Linked DNA regions of Macaca mulatta: all the other regions are linked to region 3. The links are chromatin contacts, called in public Hi-C maps. All regions are on one chromosome and are shown on one strand. The core of a region is the stretch at or near the end of the contact, and the rest is flanking DNA. Distances in the headings are between cores, read along the strand shown.

Evidence for each region. A called contact is a pair of places that touch in the nucleus more often than the background predicts.
Region 1: a Hi-C map of fetal cortical plate shows a contact between it and region 3, with 4 times the contacts expected there. The contact joins the enhancer-like site here to the promoter of SOX11 in region 3. A contact is called at or near these places in 2 of 14 Hi-C or Micro-C datasets (fetal cortex germinal zone and fetal cortical plate).
Region 2: a Hi-C map of fetal cortex germinal zone shows a contact between it and region 3, with 2.9 times the contacts expected there. The contact joins the enhancer-like site here to the promoter of SOX11 in region 3. A contact is called at or near these places in 2 of 14 Hi-C or Micro-C datasets (fetal cortex germinal zone and fetal cortical plate).

The regions. Positions count from the first base shown.
Region 1 is chr13:119,787,574-119,790,673 of T2T-MMU8v2.0, forward strand. No RefSeq gene overlaps it. Among named protein-coding and RNA genes, the nearest start is that of SOX11, 650 kb to the left of the region's middle. Within about 2 kb of position 1,663, at least 8 of the 40 cell types and tissues checked have an H3K27ac peak or open chromatin away from gene starts, as enhancers often do. A contact at or near this core is called in fetal cortical plate, where this site is marked.
Region 2 is chr13:118,253,521-118,256,825 of T2T-MMU8v2.0, forward strand. No RefSeq gene overlaps it. Among named protein-coding and RNA genes, the nearest start is that of CMPK2, 280 kb to the left of the region's middle. Within about 2 kb of position 1,386, at least 4 of the 40 cell types and tissues checked have an H3K27ac peak or open chromatin away from gene starts, as enhancers often do. A contact at or near this core is called in fetal cortex germinal zone, where this site is marked.
Region 3 is chr13:119,133,633-119,136,781 of T2T-MMU8v2.0, forward strand. SOX11 (SRY-box transcription factor 11) reads right to left here and starts at 1,429. Exons shown (of 1, transcript XM_077960218.1): 1 at 1-1,429. The coding sequence starts at 1,091.

The DNA of each region.
Region 1 (3,100 bases), core at 413-2,912, 650 kb after region 3:
TGTCATCAGTTGGAATGAATGCCAATGCAGGCGAATAGCATATTTTTAAACTGAAGTTTCCATTGTTTTCGTAGCTTATGGCCAATCCACTCACCTGATTTTTCGGCCAAATGCATTGGGCTGAAGGTTAAAAAACAACAACAACAACAACAGTAACAAAACCCTTTACTGGTAACATCTTGAAATTCACTTTTCAAAGTCTGATTGCACCTAATTCCAAATCTGACATGGTTTGAGGATTCAGCTGAAACCCATTTTCTGCTGCATAAAGAAAATAACAAGGTGATAGTTCTGCCTAACATTAGGCAATTATCCTGTGATAGTGATTTTCAGGATTTTAGACATTAGGAATTTTCAACTTTAGGGACTTACACGTTAGGGATTCTCATCTTTAGAGATTTCAACATTTGGGATTATGGCATTCAAGATAGTGTCTTTCCAGATTACGATCCAAACCCAACGCAGTTACATCTCCCTGCTTCCAGTCCCCTGTAATCCATACCTGATTTAACTTTTGAAAGTCAATAAATGTCAGAAAATACATTAACAGATTAGAAGTCACAGAATGGGAGAAAAATATTGCAACACGTATAGTCAACCAAGAACTAGTCCCGGACTATATAAAGAACTATAGCATATCAATAATAATAAAGAAGACAAATACAAATGTAGACAAGAGTTTAACTTATTTAATATACTTAACAAAGTCAGACTTCTGCATCCCATTAAATGTATGAAAAGGAGAAATGCCATATGAGAATATTTCTATACAGTAAAAAAGCTTTAATAAAACTTAAAATGTATGTGAATTGTGTTAAATACACACACACACACACAAACACATTTTGGTAATGAAAGCATAGAAAAGAACTTCTTCACCTGATGAAGTTCATCCACAAAAAGTCTACCGTGAGCTTACCTCTTCTTCTTCTTCACCTCTCCATCTCCTTCTTTCCCAGCTTCTCTCCTTTTCCTTTCTTTCCCTTCTATTTCTGATGAATTTTGTGCAAAAATCCATCAGATGGGGCAAAGTAGGCTTCTAGACTAGTCCGGCAGTGGAGGGAGCAGTGGCCCAGGGCAAGGCGTTAACTCCCAACCAGAGTGAGAAGAAGGTCCACTCTAGGGGGGTGGCCTAGTGTGAGGTGTGGGGATGTAGCTGGGTATTCAGGTACCCATGCAAGGGCATCCATGCTAAGATTTCCTGCAGGGGGCGTCTCAGAATCAGAAGGGAGTGAGGAGGATGTAGAGCCAAACAAACAGCTGGTGCAGAGGACAGAAGCCCAAGGAGAGTGAGCACGACACTCATGTGCTAGGGTAGATGGGTAAGGAGGGCTCCTACATAGGGGTGTGCCTGTAGGTGAGAAGACATTGTTTGCATAAGGGGAAATTGATCAGATAAAAAAATAGGAGTTGGTTTTCTCACCACTGGAGAAAAGAATTGCAAATATGAAAGGAAGAAAAACAAGAATGAATGTGTAGTGTTGGATTGCGACTGGAGTGTGAAATCATGGTTAGAGAGAGAGGGAGTGAGAGATGAAAATTCACATATGTATGTTGACCTTAACTATTGAATTCCTAAATTGTGCAAATGGATTCAGAATATGACTCACTACTGTCTTCTCTGCAGAGCAATGGGATCCCTTTTATGATGTTAATTCTGGGCACCATATGTGTGTTTCGATTGCACTGGGAAGAGAAAAATGTTCACAGAGAGAATGAGATGGCAGATTGTACGGTTTTACTTTTTTTTTTTCTTCCATAGCCTTGAAGTAGAAGAAAGGCTAAAGCTGCTTTTATCTAATAAAATGTAATTTGTATTTTATCATGATATCACCAAATCATAGGTCAGCAACCTCTTTGAATTCTGAACCTATTTTCACATCCACGAATAGAAATGTATTATTTAAACTGGTCCCAAAATGCAGTTCAAAATGCAGTCCTCTCTCTAGGAACATAAAAGGTATTTGCAATCTGCTTTTTCTTTCTTTTCTTTATATACACAGTAGAAACTCTGGAAGTATTGCAAATGAACAACCATACCTGGGTGAGAAGCTATCAATTCTCAGGACTTTTTCAAATGGTGAAGTCTAGCCTGGTCCATTGCATGTAATACCTCTCACCTTTGCTGTGAAAGCCTCTCTGACACCCTGTGGTGTGTGATGGAAGGTGCTGAAAACTAGCAGAGGCTTCTCTTCCAGCTGCTGGTTGAAATGTCAAAATGTCAAAATGTTCCTATTGGTTGCTTCCCAACACTCTGGAGACGAACTCACAGAAACACTTCATTAAAGAAGAATCTTTTACATCTGTTTTGCTTGCTGTCTCTGCTAATCCTTCCTCCACTGGCTAAAAAGCCCTAACAACAAGTCTCCTTTGAAATCTACATTTAAATCTCTTAATTACACTTTGATTTTTGCCAATGTCTTGCTTGCAATCTATGTTCAAAGGCAATTTTAATAATATTAGTCTCTGTCAGTATGCAGAGCCAGCTCTGTCCTTCAAAGTGAATTTTTTGGTCCTCATCGGGCAACTATTGGCATTGGCAGGCATCAGGAACACATTTCCCAGAGCCTCTACCCAGTAACATTTTACATTTGCAATTAATTGTGTAGGCAATTGGACACTAAAGTAATTGTGGGCTAAGCAAGCCAATTGTACTCTCAAAAATGAAAGAAAATTATGGCCACATTTAGTAAATTATAGTATAATTCTCCCTACGTGCAATTGGATTCCCCAAATTAAAGGCGGACATAAAACTGGAGTTGCAGAAATGAAATTGTGGCTTCTCATTTTCATTTTGGTTTATGCAGTATTTTAATGAAGTTATCTTTTTTCCAAAAATCTTCATAATCTATATTTCCAGTTTTCTCATAAATTGCTAACGGGAAAAAAATGTACCCCTTCTGCGATTTTCATATTGTTTTGTTTTTTTAGGATAAAATCAAGATATTGATGCTAGTTTACATTAGTCACAGTCGTTTTTATGTTGTCTGTTGGTAAAAGTATTTTTAATGCTAAACATTTGCATGGGATATTTTGTCACTAATAGGTCATTGGCTTTACCATATAATTAAATCGTATTTGTTCAAAAGCAAGTGGTCCT
Region 2 (3,305 bases), core at 136-2,635, 880 kb before region 3:
AACTCCTGAGCTCAAACTATCCTCCTGCCTCTGCCTCCCTGAGAGCTGGGATTACAGGCATGAACCACCACACCCAGCCTGTATTTTTTTTTTTTTTTTTTTTTTTTTTTTTTGAGACGGAGTCTCGCTCTGTCACCCGGGCTGGAGTGCAGTGGCGGGATCTCAGCTCACTGCAAGCTCCGCCTCCCGGGTTCACGCCATTCTCCTGCCTCAGCCTCCCGAGTAGCTGGGACTACAGGCGCCGCCACCGCGCCCGGCTAGTTTTTTGTATTTTTTAGTAGAGACGGGGTTTCACCGTGTTAGCCAGGATGGTCTCGATTTCCTGACCTCGTGATCCGCCCGTCTCGGCCTCCCAAAGTGCTGGGATTACAGGCTTGAGCCACCGCGCCCAGCCCAGCCTATATTTTTATTTGCTAAATCATCTAACAATCTTAAAAATGAGCCAGCTGATACTAGAAAGTAAAAAAAAAAAGTGTCAGTGTCCCTGGAGCAAAAACGTCCTTATGTACATCTGGTATTATCATCAGAATTTGATATTATAACCTAGATCTCGAAAGTTCTCAAAAAGCTTTTATAAACATTATCTATAAACAAGATAAATTAACTATTCCCATTTTGCACATGACGAGGCTGATGCTTACGGTGGTCCAGAGATTGGCCCAATGTAAAAATGATCCTAAAAGATGGGACTGAAACTAGTATCATGGTCTTTTGATTCCCAATCCATATTTCCAGGTAGACATCAAAATAATTAATTGGGTTATAAATAATCCAATCCATCTAGTCATATTAGTCACAATCACCAGCCCTGGGCAGTAATTATATGTCTTGGCAATGGCCACTCTGCTTGGAATTGATAAAATGATCAGGGGAGCGTCCAAATCCAACTATGTCCAGGAAGCAATGTGAACTGCATTGGAAGCCCTGCGTTAATCTGCATAAACACAGTCTAGCTGCCGGTTGGTGATGTTGTCCCACTATTTCTTGAAAAATCTACAAATTTTAATACAGTTCATATATTTCCATTTTTCTATACAAGTGGCAATATAATTTGGTGTCAAGGAACTACATGGTTGTTAAGAATAATTCATAGACTATTGGTTTTTTAGCCATGGAAGGATGAAAGTAATGTCATGACACTTCCATTCACAGATCTGAAGAGTAACTGAACAGGATTTTTTATTTGACTGCATTTGCGAGGCTGGCACCCACAGAGACATAGACTTTTCATTTAAAATTCAGCCCTTCTGTGAGATGCTGAGTGATGTTCTTGGAACCAGACAAAATTGACCGGAATTTGTGAAAAGGTAATCAACTATTCCTTGCCTACTGAAACCAGTGAATATATGTACACACTGCTTTGAGAATCTGTTCTTTTTGTTACAGAACAGATGTCTGGGAGGTTTTTGGCAGGCCCCACTCTGTCAAACAGTCCGGTTTTGACAGCTACTTGCTTGAGGGATGGCTGAAATGCAAAGTATTTCTGATCAGAATATTATATTCATCTGGATGTTAATTACTGTGTCTGCCTTGGTATAAATAATTAATTATGCAAAACCCACACAGCTGCTGCTGGACAGAGTTAAGTGACTTGCTGTCAAAGTCTCACAGTTCTGGAAGGAAAGGAGGATTTAGTAAAACATGCGCTGTAACAGAGAATATGGTATGAGGATCTTCTTGTCAGGATCCTTCTTTCGTTGAATAAAAGACCGTTATACCTCAGCGTGGCATGTGTGTGTGTGTGTGTGTTTTAAATAAAGACATAGCTCCTAATTTACTTTAAGTTGGCCCTGAAAACAACTCTCTTTTCTAGTTATTAAGTAGTTTTCTAGGAATTCACATACCACATTGTTAGAGAGCTTATGAATGTGATGAAAACAGGAGACATTTAGGAGTTCAACTGGTAACTCCTAAATCAGTTGAACTGCTAAATCTCTCCTATTTTCATCACATGCATAAGTCTCAACAGTTCAGAATATCCCACGGAATTGGACGTGTAGGTCACACTGAAGTAGGTGAGCTTTTTGTTTGCTTGCTTCAGAAAAGACACTGACAGACCCAGCTCATTTTATTCACTTCCAGATTTATATGAGTATTACTGATATGGTCACTCGTGAATATGTGAATGCCTAGACTGCTGAGAAATGATACTGCATCCATAAAAAAGTTAATCTCTACATTAATTAATCCAAGTGCAAATGACTTTTTTTAAATGTCTAAATGCACCTAGAAGTTCAATTGATGTAGGGTAGGTGCTAGTTCCATGTGACACTTTTTGGCAAAACAGCATTGCGTGTAGCAGCAGCGATAGGAAAAGGGGAAAAAAGCTGCCTCTCAAACCAAGGCATTGGTAGATTTATCAGATGGTTTTGTTTTGTGCAAATATTGCTATTACTGCAATGAAGCAAAGTGCTAGAGATTATAAATAATTTTGGTAGAGACAAGGAACAAAATGTCTTTTAGAGGAGGCAGCTGCAGCGCAGTGGAGGGAGTGTGGTTTGTAAGAACGCAGGCCCAGGGTTCCAGGCTCTGTCATCTGTTGGCTGGTTGACCTAGGATCAATCACAGAATGTTTCTGAGCCTTTCCTCTGCACTTATCCAGGGCTGCTGACAGCATCCAATGATGATAATGGACATGGAAACACTTTACCAACTGAAATATTATTTAAAAACCTAAAATATCATTCCACATTCAGCAACTCATTGTTGAGTACGTTAGTGCTTCTACGGAAATGTCTACTGTGACAATTCTTCCTTTTCAATCTACCTCTTATTTATTCACCCAGCCAGCTTCTCTTCTTTCCCATCATCGCACCAGACACTGATTTAGGTGTAGGGAATTGCTGGGAATGAAACAACAGAAGTAGTCCTGACCATCCTGGAGCTCATAGCCCAGCGAGAATAAACACATAAATGTATGTCAATAAAATAATTACAAATGCTGCTAAGCAGCAAACAAATTGAGATGGTGAAGTGAAGGAATGAATGTGTAATTTTAGAGGGGCGATTGGGAAAAGCCTCTTTGGGGAAACACGCTTAATTCTTGCACAGATAGCTAAATGAAAAGATGAACCCAAACGTGGTAAAATCTGGGGGAAATATCCTCAAATTGGTACATCCTCTGCTTATTGAAGGGCTGAGGGAATATCAGTGGTTCATGAGGAGACAGGGACAGAGATGCAGTTCAGCTCCCTCACCTTGCAAGATCACCAAACTGAACCCAGCACACAGCAACTCTCTGATGTTCATTCACAGAAGACACACCATGTGGCTGTAATCCATTTGATTTTCTTGACAGAACAATT
Region 3 (3,149 bases), core at 179-2,678:
TCGAACATCAGGTCGTCGGCGTCCTCGCCGCTGCTGCCGCTGCTGCTGCCGCTGCTGCTGGACGAGGAGGTGGACACGGAGCGCGAGGACCCGGGCGACAGCGCGGGCTGCGCGAGCGGCGGCGGGTGCTGCTTGGTGATGTTCTTGAAGCTGTAGTAGAGGCGGCTGCCGCCCCCGGCGCCCGAGGTCGCGCCGGCCCGCACCTCGTCGTAGAGGCTTGCGCCCTCGGGAGACTCCGCGGAGCTGCTCAGCGTGGGGCTGGCGGGCACTTTGGCGACGTTGTAGCGTCTCAGCAGCTGCGACGGCTGCTGCCCCGGCGGCTGCAGGAGCTGCTGGTGCGGCGGCTCCTCGTCCTCCTCGTCCGGCTCCTGCTTGATCTGCAGCTGCAGCTCGTCGTCGTCGTCGTCGTCGTCGTCGTCCTCATCCAGAAACACGCACTTGACCGTCTTGCCCGCGCCGCCGCCGCCCGCGCCGCTCACGCGCAGGCTGCCCAGCACGTAGTCGTCGCCCGCGCCCCCGTAGTCCCCGGCCTGGGCCGCCTTGCCCGCGCCAGCCTTGGCGCCGGCGGCCGCGGGGGCCTTGAGCTTGCCGCATTTCTTGCTGGAGCCCTTGGAGGTCTTGGCACCGCCCGCGCCGCCGCTCGCGCTCCCGCCGCCGCCGCCGGCCGCGCTCTTCTCCGGGCTCTGGCTGGCGCTGGGCTTGGCCGAGGGGTCCATTTTGGGCTTTTTCCGGGGCCGGTACTTGTAGTCGGGGTAGTCGGCCATGTGCTTGAGTCGCAGCCGCTCCGCCTCCCGGATGAACGGGATCTTCTCGCTGTCCTTCAGCATTTTCCAGCGCTTGCCCAGCCTCTTGGAGATCTCGGCGTTGTGCATGTCTGGAGACTGCTCCATGATCTTCCTGCGTTCGATCTTGGACCACACCATGAAAGCGTTCATCGGCCGCTTGATGTGGCCCGACGCCGTCTTGCACCAGTCTGGGTCGCTCTCGTCCAGGGCCACCGGGCTGCAAGCCATGAATTCGCCCTCCTCCGTGTCCAGCGCCTCCCGGGGCAGGTTGCTCTCCGCTTCCAAGCTCTCCGCCTGCTGCACCATGATCCGCTGCGGGGCTGGACGCTCCAACCCGGGCCACTGGGTCTCGTGCGGAGGTCCCCCTCCCCCTCCCACCCCTCCACCTTCCTGGGCAAGTTGCAAAGTCCTCGGCACCCTGCTTTCGCGGCTCCCCCCCTCCCCCCCGCCCCCCCTTCCAGGCTGCACACAGCGGCTGCGGTGGCTTCGGCGGCGACGGCCGCCGGCGCGCTGGGAGCTGCGGTCGCGACAGGAGAGGCGGTGGCGACGGCGGTCGAGGCAGCCCGGGACCCCTCTCTCCGGCTCGTGGCTCCCACCGCAAGAGCCGGACCCCGAGCTCTCCCAGGCGCGCGCGCTCCTTCTGCAAAAAGTTGAGGTCTCTCTCTCAACTAGTTATCACGGTGTCATATGGGTGACATCACTCCCCCGGCTAGCCAATGGCTGGGGGCCGGCTCCGCCCATCTCCCTTTATTAACTCGGAGGCCCCGCCCCTCCACCCCGCCCTCCGGGCTGCTTTTGCAAAGATGGGGGTGGGGGGGAGAGGAGGCATGTCTAGAAATATGTTATTTTTAAAAAATCCGCGTGTGTGCACAGATGCGCCTCTCCCCGGGATGCTCGGAAGCGGCGCGCGGCACCACGGGGAGCGTGCGGCCAGGGGCGAACCGGGCTGGTCCGGGCGCCGGCGCGAACCGAGGACTGGGTCCCGGGAGAGGCCCCGCGCGCCTTTGTGCCCAGTCCCCGGGAGGCCCGACGGCGACAGCGGACGGCGCGCGCTCACTCCCCGTGTGCACACACTCGGGAACGCGCCCAGCCTGAGACTGCGGCCTCTGCCCGGCTCGGAGTCCGCCGCGCCCGGCCTGCCCCGGGGTGGGCGCAGCTGCTCCCCGGCGAGTCCCCCGCGGGGCTCGGCCGCTCCCCGGCGTCCCGGCCCCGAGCCCGCCCGGTAGCCCCGCGGCGGCCCTGGCCGACGGAAGGTGGCGCTTGAAGACAACAACCTTCCCGGCACGTGGGTTCTGCTCTCCTTTTCCCTTTCTCCCTTTTTGTAAGGCAAAGAAATCAATTTAAAGCTCGAGAGGCGGTGAGCTCCCTCCCCCGTTTGCATTTTTCTGTTTTGTCCTTTTTCTCCGTCTGTTTTCCCTCCTCGGTGGTGTTTGGGGACGCGGCTGTGCGGGTTGGGTTGCGCCGCGCCCCCGCGAGCCCCGCCCCGGGCGGGGGCCGGAGTAACGGTCTGCGGGGCCCTCGGGTTCAAGCTGGCCACTCCCAGGGCTGGCTCCGGAGCGGGGTCTGGGTCCCGCAGGCTCCGGCACGCCCGCGCCCCGCCCGGCGTCCCCGCGAGGGGCCCGGCGCCCTCCTTCCCTTCTCCCTCTGCTCCCCGCTCCTCCTCTCCCCGCCCCCTCCTCCCCTCCTCTCCCCGCCCCTCCGCCGCTCCTTTCTCCTTCCCAGGCCTCCTCTTCCTCTTTGTCCTTCCCCCATCCTCGGTCGCCAGCGCTTCTCCGGCAGCCTCGTCCTGAAATCGTGCGATTGTGAGCTAGAAGCCGTCTGGGTCACTCACAAACCAAAGAGAAAAATAAGGTGCACTCGAGTTTCCAGTCTAAATATCTCCCCTGGAGGTGGAAAGGTGCGCTGGCGGCCGGGGAGCCGCGACCGGGGGCGCGCTGGGCCCCACAGAGCAGCCGCGGACCCCGGCGATCGCGCCGTGTTCGTCTCCTTTGTGTTTCTTTATTGAGTCCCTGCTACCTCTACGGATATTCGGGGGGCAATTAAAGAAAACCGCCGCTTCCTAGGTATTGTCTGTCGCCATCCTCGCCTTCTCCACACCCCCCAGCGCTGGGTATCTGGGAACTTTGAGCAGTTCTTAAGACACTGCCCGGATCCCTTCACCAGATAAATCAGCCGTGTAGGACTGGGAAAACTATCCAAATTTTCTTCCTTTCAGGTGCCCTCCTGCAAGTAATACTACATTCCTTAAGTATTGGATCTTCTCTGAGGACCCTAATATCATAAAATAATACCATGTTTTCATTATTTGAAAAAATTACCGCCATCGCGATAACTCATTCCCGCCCCCGTCCCCCACTTCCCCTA